Regions from separate parts of the Sus scrofa genome. Here regions 1 and 3 are each linked to region 2. Evidence: chromatin contacts called from public HiChIP or PLAC-seq data. All regions are on one chromosome and are shown on one strand. Each heading gives the region's core, a stretch centred on a gene start, on an enhancer-like site or on the middle of the called end of the contact. The rest is flanking DNA. Distances are from core to core; before and after follow the strand shown.

The links. HiChIP or PLAC-seq counts read pairs in DNA pulled down with a chosen protein or histone mark.
Region 1: a contact with region 2 is called in an H3K27ac HiChIP or PLAC-seq map of alveolar macrophages. The contact joins the promoter of PIKFYVE here to the promoter of LOC102167165 in region 2. A contact is called at or near these places in 1 of 5 promoter capture datasets (liver), 5 of 47 Hi-C or Micro-C datasets (embryonic fibroblasts, heart right ventricle, liver and 1 more) and 1 of 2 datasets of contacts at active chromatin or transcription factors (alveolar macrophages).
Region 3: an H3K27ac HiChIP or PLAC-seq map of skeletal muscle shows a contact between it and region 2, with 5 times the contacts expected there. The contact joins the promoter of FASTKD2 here to the promoter of LOC102167165 in region 2. A contact is called at or near these places in 1 of 5 promoter capture datasets (fetal liver) and 2 of 2 datasets of contacts at active chromatin or transcription factors (alveolar macrophages and skeletal muscle).

The regions. Positions count from the first base shown.
Region 1 is chr15:111,369,847-111,374,551 of Sscrofa11.1, reverse strand. PIKFYVE (1-phosphatidylinositol 3-phosphate 5-kinase) reads right to left here and starts at 2,335. Exons shown (of 43, transcript XM_013984434.2): 1 at 2,200-2,335.
Region 2 is chr15:110,702,752-110,707,640 of Sscrofa11.1, reverse strand. LOC102167165 reads left to right here and starts at 1,617. Exons shown (of 3, transcript XM_021074736.1): 1 at 1,617-1,815; 2 at 1,877-2,230. The coding sequence starts at 1,617. CREB1 (cyclic AMP-responsive element-binding protein 1) reads right to left here and starts at 2,093. Exons shown (of 9, transcript XR_002339130.1): 1 at 1,865-2,093.
Region 3 is chr15:110,018,282-110,023,094 of Sscrofa11.1, reverse strand. FASTKD2 (FAST kinase domain-containing protein 2, mitochondrial) reads right to left here and starts at 1,697. Exons shown (of 12, transcript XM_005672124.3): 1 at 1,578-1,697; 2 at 68-890. The coding sequence starts at 787. MDH1B (putative malate dehydrogenase 1B) reads left to right here and starts at 1,858. Exons shown (of 12, transcript XM_021075195.1): 1 at 1,858-1,958.

The DNA.
Region 1 (4,705 bases), core at 1,086-3,585, 670 kb before region 2:
AGACTCACAGAGCTAGCCTTATTACTACATTTTACCTTTAAGACAACCAAGGTACACTGAACCTAAAACAACTTCCTTGAGCGTCACAAAGTTACTCCGTGGTAGGGCTATAACTAGATCCCATGTTTACGTTTTTCAGAGCAAAATTAATTTTGTAGCTCTTCACAGGCTTCCAAATCTGGTCTATCTGAATTCTAACTACTCAAGATGTTGCCTGATTAATAATTTAATTCATTATTAATTAAACAAAGCAAAAATGAAACCACTGATGAATAGAATGTTGGCAACAAAACTATTTATTGGAACGGAGGGAAGGGGGAGGAAAAAGAGGAAGGAGAAGAGGAAGGGGGAGAAAAGGAGGAAGGAAAGAGGGAAAGGACATGTCCTTCTAAAGTGTCAGGACAATCCATACTCCAGCATAAAGGGTTGGGAAATTAGGTGGCGATTAATGAAGTGTAAACTCAAAAAGGGGAAGGGGGGGCAGAGACTTCACTTGGGAGAAAGGATAATGTGACCTCAAAAACAACCTGAAGGCCTTGGAGAACACCCTACATCCTACTTTTGACACAAGTAACATGAGAAGCAGAGGCAGCAACCTCCCCAGAGTCTTAGCATCACGCCTAAGGGTCACCCACATATTAGGCTTTGAAGATAAAAGATAAAAATTACCGTGAGCACACTCACCAAGTGTAATTTCTGAAACAAATATAATCACAGAGTTCATCTCAATAACTACATAGTGATATCAGGATCCTGAAAAAACTGCCTTACCACCCTTATTACCTGGTAGCTTAAAACTTCGATATAAACTAGGACGCTTTCCTATCCGAGAAGTAATTATAAGTATTAACTTACTCATTCAAAAACCACTCGTGTATCAGCAGCACTAGTGAGGAATCCTACTAGTGTATGCAGACCCACTATCAAAAAGCTAATCAGATGTTGAAAATAAGCCTGCTCCATGAGCCAAAACAAAATTTTAACAGACAGAAAAATCCAAGTATCAGCTCAGTCATTTCTAAGTACCGAATACTTTTTTTAAGTACTCAATACATACCTAACAATGCAGGACAGCTGAATACTAGAAGCATTATTTTCCACCTACAAAGATTTTTTGGTTCAACTTTTGATCGATGTACCAACAGATCAAGGTTTTCTAAAGGAAAACCACATGATCCATATGACTTCCCAGAAAGAAGAAAAAGGGAGGACACAGGAGAGTAGACTCTCTCTGCAGAAGAAACTTCACCCGCCCATCTTCGTCACAAACTCGAATCCAACCCAAAGAAACTAAGAATATTTTTTGCTGGAATTTTTATAGTGGGAGTTTGGGAGTGCCGGAAAACAAGACTCAAATATTTCAGAAATATGATTCAAATAAATCAAAAATAAGACAGCACAATATACCAAGAAACTACCTCTGCGGTCAGTACAGGAATAATTTTACAAAAGGAGGCGCTGAATCAGTACAGGATAATTTCATATATATATTCATCAGGTAAATAAAAATAACTTAATACTGAATTCCAGTATTTCTCATATTTCCTGAATGTCTTAATAATAACTTACGTACTGAACAGGAGATGCCTCATTTTTATATTCCATTCTCGACCTTTTGTTGGGAACGTTCTAAACAAGGGGAAAATACGAACTGGGAAATCCTCTCCTCAAGAGACTTTGAAACATAGGTACACATGGTAAAGCCTCAAATAGCAGAAGCAGGGAGTATATACATATTTGAAACCCCATTGTTAGTGTCGTTTCTGCAAATTAGGAACTTTCTTGCCCAGTCTGTGAATACATCTCTGAAAGAAAGGCTCAGAGCTTATCCATCAGAGGGAGGAGGAACTGGACTATGCATCTCAGAAACCAGCTCAAGTGCACGGGACAAGAGGAGGAGCAAGGGAACTTCAGAGGTTTCCAAGGAAACCTCTTAAAGCGCAGCCCCACCCGGCTCCCTTCCCCACTCGCCAGGCAAGGGGCAGCTGGGGAATTAAGGAGCCGGCTGACTGAGGGGACAGGTTCTCCTGCTCTTCTTTGCCCTGCCTCGGCCACAGCCCGGCCTCCAGCCGCGGTAGTGAAGCCCCAGCTCTCGCCTTCACTTCGGATTTCCCCTCCGCTCCGCCCCAGAGCTTCTTAAACCCGCCTTCCTCCCCACCCTCAGGCCCAGCCGGCCGCGCGCCAGGCCCCCTCCCTTACCTGCGCCTCCTGCCCCAGCCCCGCTGGCCTCCCTCCACCCCAGCCTCGGCTTCACCCAGTTCTGGAGCAGGAAGGCGACTAGAAAGGACAGCGCCGGCTACTCAGGCCGCCGGCGGTTGCGGCAGGAAGCAAAGCTGCTTACATGGTTGCTGCGGCTTCTCGCTTCCCCCCCAAGGCTCCGCCCTCTGTTCCTCCTCCCCTCCAATCCGCCACTCTCCCAGGGCCCGGCTCCGCCCTCCCCGCCCCGCCTGCAGGACGTTCGGATCAGACGCTCAGACAGAAAGAGTCCAGCCCAGATAGAGTCGTGCTCGACACCTTGACCGAGATAAAGCCGCCTCAGCCTTTCTGGAGGAAGCCACCGCGACTGCGCGCGTGAGCATCACGCGTGCCGGGTCAGCGGATGGGTGCTGACTAGATTGCAGTTACCGTATGTGTTCGATGATGTGGGCACCAACATCATCGAACACATATATTACCAGGCTCGGCATTCTTATGGACTGACGTTCCTTTGAGTAATATAGAGCACCTAGAGCAAAAACTGTTGTCAGACTAGAGTGATTCTGCCAATGAGCCCTGTAACCTGAAACAAATTACTTATTGCTTTAAGTTCCAAACCTCTTATCTGTAAAATGGGGTTAATGACAGTACCCATTTCACAGATAATTTTTTGAAGATTAAATAAAACATTGTACGTAAAGAATTTGGCATAGGAGTTCCCGTCGTGGTGCAGTGGTTAACGAATCCGACTAGGAACCATGAGGTTGTGGGTTCGGTCCCTGGCCTCACTCAGTGGGTTCAGGATCCGGCGTTGCCGTGAGCTGTGGTGTAGGTTGCAGACGCGTCTCGGATTCCACGTTGCTGTGGCTCTGGTGTAGGCCGGTGGCTACAGCTCCGATTGGACCTCTAGCCTGGGAACCTCCATATGCCGCGGGAGCGGCCCTAGAAAAGGCAAAAAGACCAAAAAAAAAAAAAAAAAAAAAGAATTTGGCATAGTGTCTAATCCAGAATAAGTGATGTTAGCTCTACAGCTAATTTTTTCACTGAAATTTTTTGTTGCAAGGACTGGCGCAAATAAAGTCACCAATCCCTGTCTCGCTTTATCGTCCTCACCAGCCTTATCCATCATTTTGCTATTTTAATTTAATTCTGCAGGCCCTTTCCCCACAAGAATTTTGGCAAATCAGCACCCAGTTTTCCTTGAGTTGTGTCTTCTCAGAGTAGTATCCAAACCTGAAGGCTGATAGCAGTATAAATCCTGGTCACCATCTTCAGATGGGCCCCTCAGCAATCAGCCGGGGAGTTGGTAGTCAAATTCTTCCATTCCTCACTACTGCTACCCCACGCCACCACTGGTGACCTTCACTATCATACTCAACAAGAGAATTTCATCTACAAATGAAATAACCCAAGTGTTGGGTCTGATTCCTAACTAACCACCCCCATGACATTTACCTGCATCCACATCTACCCTGACCTGACTCCTGTCCTCATCTCTGGGAGAAAGAAGCCTCTTCTTTCCCCGATCAATCTTCGCAGCTCTCAATCCACCCTCTCAGATCTCCCGTGGGAGTTTCCACCATATCTTCAACCTCTCTTTTTTCAATAACTCTTCCTCCTCAGCCTGTAAACATGCTCAAGTCTATGCCTTCCAAAAACAGAAAGAAAAGCAAACCCACCCCTTGTAATTAGCCTGGTGACATGAATGTTTCATACACCTACCATGAAGTGTAAATTAAATCAAGAGACCAAATGAACAGGATACCCCAGTCAATACACTAATGTATATAGAAACCTCATGTGAACTATGGCATTTGGAATGGATAAGCAATGAGATCCTGCTGTATAGCACAGGGAACAATATCTAGTCACTTTTGATGAGACACGATGGAGGATAATGCAAGAAAAAGAATGTATATATCTGTGTGACTGGGTCACTTTGCTGTACAGCAGAAATTGACAGAACACTATAAACCAGCTATAATGGAAAAAATAAAAATCATTTTTAAAAAAAGAAACTCCATATACGGTGTTAAAAGGTAACATATTAAAATGTCTAAGAGTTTATCTGAGCAAGAAATCGGGCATCCCCAAATGCAAAGAGGTTAGAAGCACTCCATGGACAGAAGCTAGGGGAAAGACTTACAAAGAGGCTGAAGCAACTCAAGAAAATTATTTGATTGGTTATAGCTTGAGCTGATGGCTTATTTGGGAAAGTCTAGGTGGCTGTTTGTGATTGGTTATCTTTGGTTTCATATTTCTAACCTTGAGGCATTACAGGCTTGGGTTTTGGTTTGCTTACATAGGTTACTAAAACATTGGAGCCTCCTCAGTCTAAGGGGCCTCCAGATTTAAGATAACAATGATAAAATGGCCATTTGACAGACACTTTTTTTTTTTTTTTGTCTTTTTGCCATTTCTTGGGCCGTTCCTGCAGCATATGCAGGTTCCCAGGCTAGGGGGCCAATTGGAGCTGTAGCCCCCAGCCTATGCCACAGCTGCGACCTAG
Region 2 (4,889 bases), core at 368-2,867:
ATCATCAATCCTATAATTTCCTCAGTGTTTGGAAATAAAACATCTTTCCAATCCTATGGGAAAACTCTTTATTATATCTTCTTAATCAAGTTTCTTGGCAATGACAAAATGTTAATGTGGTTTTTTAAAGACTTGCAATACAGCAAGGCAGGTTTTGCAAAAGTGACTTGGATAGAGAAAATCAGAAGACAGTGCTTCTACTAACAATATTTATTCCTAACAAGAAACCTTGTATCAATCACAATTCTATCACACTGTGACAGATATTTTGAAAACAAATCCGAGCTCGTCTTTTGTACCACCTAAAATAACCATTTTGGCTTTACTTTCAAATTAGGAAATGAGTGTAAAAGATTTCAATAGCTGGCGACGAAAAGCATCTTTTATACTTAACTTTAAGAAGGCAGAAATGAAGCAAGCTAAGGCTAGCACGAAATTCTAACTTCTCAAGAAGGGAAGTAAGACAAACTTAAATAGGTCATATCTCTGGTCCTTTAAAAATTGTCTTTTAATCTTTGATGTGTCAATGACTTTTCTGCTGTCCCTTTTCCCTAACAGGCAAAGAAAAAATAAATCTTGTGGTTTAAATTATTGTCGGTCTGAGGCTGGGGTTACCTAGTACAGGAGACAGATAATGGATACTTTTAGATACCTATTTTTAGAATTAGTATTAACCAATCTCTTATTTGCGTGAGAAACACGGTAGGGGTTCGAGGGTAGATCTTGAAGACCCAACGCCAAAGGCACGTCAGGCCAAAAAAAAAAAAAAAAAAGTGATGTAAAACAAAAGTACATCGCCTAATATTCGTTTCAACGAAGTGTTTCAGAATGATAGCTCTCAAGTGAGCATTAACCTTATTGAAAAGGGTTAAAACCGAAACTTGTTCTCAAACATCAGCTTCCCTTTTACAAGATCCCAACAGTTTTTAAAAAGTTATTACAAATATGTTTTTCTTAGCACCCCCTTCCTCCCCCAAAGAATGCATTTCCATGACTACTAACTTAAAAAAAAAAAAAAGAGGGTGAGCAAAGAGTCAAAAATTATCTTAAAAAGCGCGAGTTCTCATCGCCTCATCTAAGCAGAAAAGCACAGAAAACAGCATTTTCCCAGTGGGGTGGGAGCCGAGGGAAAAGGCGTGAATAAAATACAGTACGAGAGGAAACCTTGGGTTTCGAACTTTATTGCACAAAGAGAGTGGAGAGGAGAGTAGGTCAGACGCAGCAGCGCTTCCCCTCGCGAAGCGGGCATGGCAGACACGGAGGCGACCAGGAAGGCAGGCACCTTCACCTCCTCTGCCCTCAACTGTCGCCTTCTTCCTCCTCCACCCCCCGCGGGCACCCCGGCGCGCTGCCCCGGCGGACAGCGGGCCGGGTCAGGCTGGGCCGGGGGCGAGGCGGGCGGCGGGGGCCGGCGAGCGGCGCGGTGGGCATTGCCGGGCCGGGCCGGGCCCGCGGGCGGCCTCCCCCGGGGCGACTCCGGGCTCCGGGCTCCCGGCTCCGCGCCCGGCCCGGCGGCGGCGGCGGCGGCGGCGGGAACGCGGGCGCCAGCTTTCCGCGGCCGGCCGCCCGCACACACCCCCGGCCGCCGGCTCCCACCCCGCCCGCCGCCCCCCGCCATGAGCGCCGCCGCTGGCTGCAGGCAGAGTCGCTGCCGCCCCGGCCGCCGCTGGCTCCAGTCCGCCGCCATTATTCTTTGTTCGCTGCGAGCGGCGGCGATGGTGTGGGGCTCGGGCGGAGGCTCCATCTTTACCGCGGCCCCTCCTGCGAGGGGAAGGCCCCGAGCGCGGGTGTCCGGCGCCTCCCCGTCCCCCCTCCGTCCCCCCGGCTCTCTCCGGCTCCTGCCTCCTCCTCCTGCTCCTCTTACCGGTGGTACAAGCTCCTCCGTCACTGCTTTCGTTCGCGGCCCGGATCTCGCTGGAGTTTTATTCTCTCCCCCACGTAACACACCGCGTCAAACTACACCTCCGCCGCGTCACTCACCAACACTCCGCTTCTCCCAGCCGCCCGGGCCACAGGCAGCAGCAGCCGCCGCCGACTGAGGACTCGCAGCCAGGGAGCCAGCCAGCGCCGCCCAGTGCCGAGTGCGCAGCGGCCGCGCACGGAAACAGCCGAGCTCGGCCCGGTGGAGCTCGAGCGGCCCCGCCCTCCGCTCTGGAGGCGGAACTTGCCGAAGACCTTCGGGTTCCCTCGGGCGCGGCGGAGGGGTTCCGCGGGATGAGGGAAGGAGAAGGTGGGCTGGGGCGGGCGGCAGGGTGGGGAGGAGTGGTCTACGTCTCCTCGCTGGGTATAGACGGATAAAACCGGCTGCGGAAATTTGCAGGAAGAAGTTGGGCTTGTGTGTGGCCGGGTGGGGAATTCCCGAGGGGTGTCGACGGCTTGTTGGAAACCCCCGCGCCGGCTGCCTTTCGGCGGTAAGCGGCGGGTTCTAGGGCGGCTACGGCGAGCCGGGTCTGGGCTTCGGAGCACCGCCGGCTCGGGGACTTTCAGACGCTGCCGGGACGAGGGTGACGCAGCTCCGGGTCCGCAGTCCTGCGAGGCGGGGAGGAAGGCTGCTGCGGCTCTGCGGTCGCCCCTGACCCCTGGGGCCTCGGCCGGGCGATGGGCCTCAAGGCCGCGGCGCTGACCCGGTCCTGCCCACGGGCGTCGTGGGTCCTGGTGGGGAGGGTTTTCCCTCTCTGTGGGCAGGCTGGCTGGCTCTGCTCTGAGAATCCAGTGAGAAACCTGGCGGCCGCCAGTGGGGCTATTCTGTTTCGGGGGGCAGAAGCTCTGGGACTTCGCGCGCCTGGCGGGGTTTAGCGCGGCAGCGAGGGTGGCCAGGCCCGTCGGTCACATCTTTGGCCTCCTAGCTATGACCTGCTCTGACCGAGGTTGCTCTTTAACACTCTCGGAATGTCTTCCCTTCCTCCCCGCCCCGCCCCGCACCATCCCGTGTCGCTGTCTTTTCACAACCCGTTTTCTCCGGCGCTGGTTTGCACCCGCTGCACCCTTTTCTTCGCCACCTACTCCCTCTCTAAACCGGCAGCGTGACTTCCGTTGCCGTTGCCTCGAAGCTACTGAAACTGCTCTCGCAGAGGTCACCCGAGACCATGATACTGACTTTCCATTATCCTTTTTTTTATTGAAACCGGCAGTTCTCTCCCCGGGGTTTCATGTCTGTTATAGCTCTTTCTGGCTCTTAAAGCAAACATCTTTCAGGAAGCAAGAGAGTATCCAAATCTAGGCCCCGCCCCGTACTGACTTCCTGTGAGAGTTCCCTAGCCTGGTACTCTAGAGCCCCTCCTGCACTCTCTTTGGGCTGAAGAATACTCCCCTTTCCTTGCGTTATTGTCAACCTTTCCTTCTCTATTGGCATTTCTGTCTAGTACTTGAACGAGGCTAAGTCTCTCATTTCTTTAAGATACCTCTCCTTAACTCCCTCTCCACACGCAATTGTCTCTTATCCCATGGGCGTTCTCTCATGTCCCACTCCTCTCCAGTCTAGCTTCTGTTGTTACCACACCCTTGAAGCAGCTCTGAATTTTCCCAGACAAGCGTCAGTCATCATCTTCAAGACCTCATTCTGGCATTTTTATACGATTGCCCATTCTCTCCTCCAAATGTGCTCTTCCCTCCACTCTTATAGTTTTTCCTTTTACCTCTTTTTTTTTTTTTTTTTTTTTTTTTAAACAGACAGCCTCTCCTTTAGCCACCTCCTCAATACGGCAATCCTGCTAAGCTGAGCACTCTTCTTGAGACCCACCATACGCACTTTCCTAGAGATCTCATCCTTTTCCAGTATCTTCAAATGCCCTCTGCCAAAAACTGTCCAACTCATACTCAAGCTGAGATCTTGCTCTTGAGCTGTAGATTCATGTTTCTAACTGCCTTTGCTACACTTTGATCTGGGTGACTGGGGCATGTCAGACTCAACCTGTATATCATATTCCTTCCAAACTCTCCTTCCATAGCCTTTGGATCAGTAAAGGGTATCCTATCCATCTACTCTCTTCAGAAACCTAAGAGGAGTTCCCATCGTGGTGCAGTGGTTAACGAATCCGACTAGGAACCATGAGGTTGCGGGTTCCATCCCTGGCCTTGCTCAGTGGGTTAAGGATCCGGCGTTGCCATGAGCTGTGGTGTAGATCGCAGACGCGGCTTGGATCCTGCGTTGCTGTGGCTCTGGCGTAGGCCGGTGGCTCCAATTAGACCCCTAGCCTGGGACTCTCCATATGCCGAGAGAGTGGCCCTAGAAAAGCCAAAAAAAAAAAAAAGCAAAAAACCTAAGATACCTCTGACACACATCAGAATCATTTAGACCACCTTAAAAAAATTCGATTTGTGGCTTCTCTCCATTCTTATGACCACTTTTTCGTTGCACTCAAGTCTAAGCTAAGCTACCTTTATCTCTTGCTTGGTCTTTGTAGGACCACCCAGGTCCTACAAAATTGCTCTTGGCTTATTCTAATCTATTTGCCGTACTGTAGCCAAAGCAGTATTATTAAACAGATACAGATCTGGCCAAGTCACTACCCTGCTTGATTCCCTCCAGTAACTTCCTTTTGCTCACTGAACACAATCTTAAATCCTTATCCTGGAGACCAGGCCCTCCATTATCTTTTCAGCCTCCTAGCTCTCTGTACTCCAGTCATATTAGTCTTTTTTAGTTTTTCCAGACTCTTCTCTCTTCTTCCCTACTGTAGGCACTCACCTCAAAATATTTATACATGCTATTCTAGTTCCCTTGGGATTCTTTTCTGTCACCCATTCCTCCTATCTAACTGTAACAACACTTTCTTTTCCGATTCATCATACTTGTAATTATTTGTTTAATGTCCATGTAAGGTCTGTGCAGGTTGGGACCGTGTCTGTCTTGTTCACCACCAGTATTTCTCCTCCCCTCTCATCCCTAG
Region 3 (4,813 bases), core at 448-2,947, 680 kb after region 2:
GTAGGCTACATATCTATTTCCTATTACTCTTTCAAGATATGCTAAAACAGGTATATCTTGATTTTACCTGGACCACCCTCAGCAAAGTCTGTACGAGTAGCGTGTTCTGAGGAATCCCGAGCTTCACTATGGCATGAAGACTGAACAGGAGGTCGTCGTAGTGCATGATCTTGGCTTCTCTCATAGCTTGTTCACACAGCTGGCTAAACACAGGGTGGTTAAACATCAGTTGTTTCTCAAAGCGCTTCTGGTCACTGGACATCCTCTTGGCAACTATCCACATGGCTGAGAAATAGTTACTACTAGGAAACCTAGGTGCTTTGGAAAATATATCTAACACATCACTCAGGGAATTACACTCCTGAGACAGTGTGCTACAGCTGATCCGGGCCGGTTTTGTTCCCTTGGTGAGAACATCCTCCTTGGAGGCCTTATGTTGAAAGTTTTTCTTCAATCCATTATCAGCAGCAAGAGGGTGATTTGAGTCAAAGGACAGTCTTCTAGAACAAAGTGGTCTGTCAACTGTAAAGACTGTTGCAGTGCTTATGCCCTTTGTTTGAAAGTCATCACCTCCAGATTTAAAAATTAAGGCATTCTGAAAGAGACATCTAATAGATGACTGCATTCTATTACCAAAGTTATTTAAAAGGCTTCTTTGGTTCCAGTTTAAATAAACAATTTGTCGTCTGCAAAATCCCAAAGGATACAGCCTCACAGTTCTGCCGGATGGAACTAAACTACTGAATTGTCTGAGGTTCCATAAAAAGGAACCTGTTCTGTTATTCATTTTGCTAGCCACCGAAACACTTTCAAATGGCTTTAAAGTCCTCAATATGACTCACATGTCGCTGTCACTTCTACTAAGGAAAGAGAGCACATGCCATCATTTCCTGTAGGGGAAAGCGTTAGGAAAGAAATAAGAATTAGAATAAAACTTCTACTTAAAAATACGAAATGCATTCAACAGAGACTAAAGTGGGAATCTAGGAAAATATTCAAGATTTATGTTAAAAGGGTGAAACCATTTATCAGTATGGGCTTCCATACTTCTACAACAGTGTGTACACACAGTCCATAAAGGAGCAGTTACTTTGGAAGTTGTTTTTGTGTAAACTAAGGTTTTGGAAAAAAAAAAAAAAATGATGTGGGTTGCTAATGGAAAAGTTTTCCTACAAAGCTTCCTCTGCAGTAAGGGGTTTTATGTTACCACTGCCTTGGCGGTGTCTTCAATGAAAAGCGTTTAACATTGATGGCTACTTTTTAACACGAAGATTTAACAACGGCTGAAACACGGACTATTAGGAATAAGGACTTGGACAAACAGAACAGCTCAGGAGAGGAAGCAGCAAAATAGAGTGATGTCTACATATGGCTGGCGCTTGGGAGGGAGATACACCAGCTACTCTCACCGGGTCTCAGGACCCATGTCCGGAGTCCGTCCTTCCGGAGCTGTGCGTTCCAGTATTAACCCACCACCCGAGACTCACTTCTGGGGCAACTCCTGAGACCCTTCTCCAAAAGACAAGCGGTCTAGGGCGTACGGCCAACTGTTCCACCTATACCAGTCCTCCACTCACCTTAGACTAGAACCCCGTGGTCTTACCAAGGCACAGCCACCACCACTTCCCCGAGAGCGGAGAGTATCGCGAGATTTTACGGATCCTTCATAGGTCAAAAAGTGTACGTTCGCGGCGCTTGGAAAGAATTACTTAGTTTCACGAAAAGAATGATTGGTTTTTCTTAGCTGCAGGGATAGAAAGGGTGGAGACCACAGAACTTTTAATAGCAGTGTAAAACCCTGTAGCCTAACACCTAACTTCTCCAGCTGGGAGTCAAAACTTCTCGCTCAACTTCGGAGTGCGCCTGCGCTGGGTCCTGGCGTCGTGGTTGCCTGGAAACCGTGAAGCCGCGGTTCCAGCTGCTGCATCCCAACTTCATGGCCAAATTCGTGCTCGCGGGTGAGTGATCCCCGCGTCCCTCTGGAGATCGCTCAGAACAGCAACAACTGCTCACCTCCTATGGCCCCTTGGCAGTGATCTTCTTAATTGGCCTCTGTTCTAGCAACTCCAGACTTTACATGGACCACCCTGGCTTTCTTACGCTTTCATTCAAAGATGTTTATTGGGCAGTGATTGTGTGCAAAGCACTGATGGAAGCAGGGGACACAGTGAGGGGAAAGACATTCCTGCCTTCGAGGGCCTTTCAGTCTTGTGGGATACAGAAGCGTGTAAACAAGTAATTTTGGTATAGTGTGATTAATGCAATGAGGGACATGTGCACGGGGCTTTGGCAGGTGTTATAAGAGCTGGTTTGTGAGGATTTGGAATAAAAAAAAACATTCCAGAAAAAGGCATAGAGGCTGCAAGTCTCAAGGCCTAAGGTACGGTCTGGATATAGAGGAAGTGAGTGGACTTGGGGGTAGAATGGGAGCAGGAGCCAGATCTTTGCACTTCAGTTACACCAAGCAAAGGTGTTTGAACTGTATCTTGAAAGCCATGAGGAGTCATTTAAAAATTTTAATCAGGAGAATATCTTAATTAGTTGGCATTTTAGGAAATACACGTTGTCAGCAATGGAGGAGAAGGATTGGAAATGTTGCCTGGCATCCAGAAAGCCACTGAAGGAACTTTTACTGCAACAGGCTATTGCACCTGCCTCCTTTTCTTTTCAGCAAGTTTCTCAAAAGAGTAGACTGCTCTTTTATCTTCAGGTCCTTCTTCCACTCAGTCTGGCTTCTACTTCTACATCCTTTCAGAAATGGTCTTCGCTGAAGTCACCAATGATTTTTAAAAAGCTGTCCAGTCCCTGTCTTATTTGGCCTCTTTGATGCATTAACAAATTGACATCTTCCATCTGAAAAACCTATTTCCTTCGCCTCTTTATTCATTTAGAAGGATATTTTTGAGCAATGGCTGATATGCTGGGAAGACAGTGGTAAGCAGATGTACAAAGAATGTTACATTTATGAGAGTGGCAGGGCCAGGTTCTGTAGGAGTAGTGGCAAGGGACCTTACTTAGGCAAAGACTTCCCAGAGAAAGTGATTTTTTTAAACAGAATCCCGAAAGATGAGTGTTACCTATCAGAGAGGATGTAGGGAGGAAGAGAGTAATTTAGACACCAGTAGCAAGGCATGGGACTGGAATGAGGAGAGGTAGTTGGATGATTCTTGAGAGTAAACAATAAGCAGAAAATGCAACTAGATTAAGTAGGGTTGGAATATAGAGTACAAGAAAGACACTGTCATCAGTTGAGGCCAGCATGACATAATGCAAATTCTTATGAGCCATGTTCAGTATTTTAAACTTTATCCGAAGTACATGGAAGGTTTTAGGAAGGAGATGCATTTTACCTGAGTGTTGTCACTGCAGTGTGAGAAGAAATAGACTGGATGCCCAGAGTCCAGTTAGGTTCTATAGCCCAGGAAGGAGATAATGATAGGATGGTAGACAATGGAAAACGAAAGAAGCAAATGGATTAGAGAAGTGTTAGGGAAACAGAATCTGTACAACTATACACTTAAATGGATGGAGGAATGATACAAGGGAGAGGAAAGAGTTAAAATTATTCCCAAGCAGTAGTTTGCTTAACTGTGTAGAAGAGGAGTCATTGAAAGAAAGCAGAATAGTAGGCTTCATACTTTGGGTACTCTTATTCTTAAATAACTGAGTAAATAGACATACGAACATAAGAGAAAGAGCATATTTAGTGGGAGAATGGTGGCAGAGTCTGTCATAGACATGGCAAGTGCCTATGAGACATTCAGCAGGAATTGAGTGAGTTCCTGCTGTGGTGCAATGGGTTAAGAATCTGACTGCAGTGGCCTGGGTCACTGTGGAGGCTCACTTTTGATACCCCACCTGTCACAGTGGGTTAAAGGATCCAGCATTGCTGCGGCTTCAGTTCAGATTTAATCCCTGGCCTGGGAACTTCCATATGTTGTGGGTGCGGCCATTAAAAACATAACAGTAGGAGTTCCCATCATGGGGCAGCGGGAACAAATCCAACTAGGAACCATGAGGTTGCAGGTTTGATCCCTGGCCTCGCTCAGTGGGTTAAGGATCTGGCATTGCCATGAGCTGTGGTGTAGTTCGCAGATGCTGCTCGGATCCTGAGTTGCTGTGGCTGTGGCTATGGCTGTGGCTGTGGCCAGCAGCTGTAGCTCTGATTAGACCCCTAGCCTGGGAACCTCCATATGCCATGGGTGAGGCCCTAAAAAGACAAAAAAGACAAACAAAACAAAACAAAACAAAACAAAAAACAGTAGAAGGAGTTGAGAAAATAGGATGGTGTAGAAATCTAGTCAAGGAGATAGTTTTGAATTGGAAATACAGGTGTCTACTTGAAACCAAGGGAGTGGAAGAGGTTATCTGGGAAGAATGCATAGAGTAGGAAGATAGGATGCCTTTCAGAATGTTAATCTTTTGACGAATTGATAAAAGAACAGGAATCTAGAAAGTTGAATTGAGGAGTGGGCAGAGAAGTAGGAAGAAAAGCTGAAGAATGCTCCCACAAAGTGGGTATTTCAAGAGCAAAAGGGGGACAAAGGCTGCCAAGGGTCAACAGAAAGGGATAGATAAACAAAGTATCCACTGGATTTAGTAGAGGTCCTTGGTGACCTTCTAGAGAATTATGGGAAAATCCAGATTGCAGTGGGATGAGAAATAAATGGAAGTGAGGAACTGGGCATGGCAAGTATAGAGAAGTGCTTCAGGAAACTTTAATAGGAAAGGGCTTGTAGAAGGCAAGAGTTAAAGAGGGTCATGGGCTTTTTGTTTCTTAGGACAGGAAAAACTTAAATATAATGAGTACACT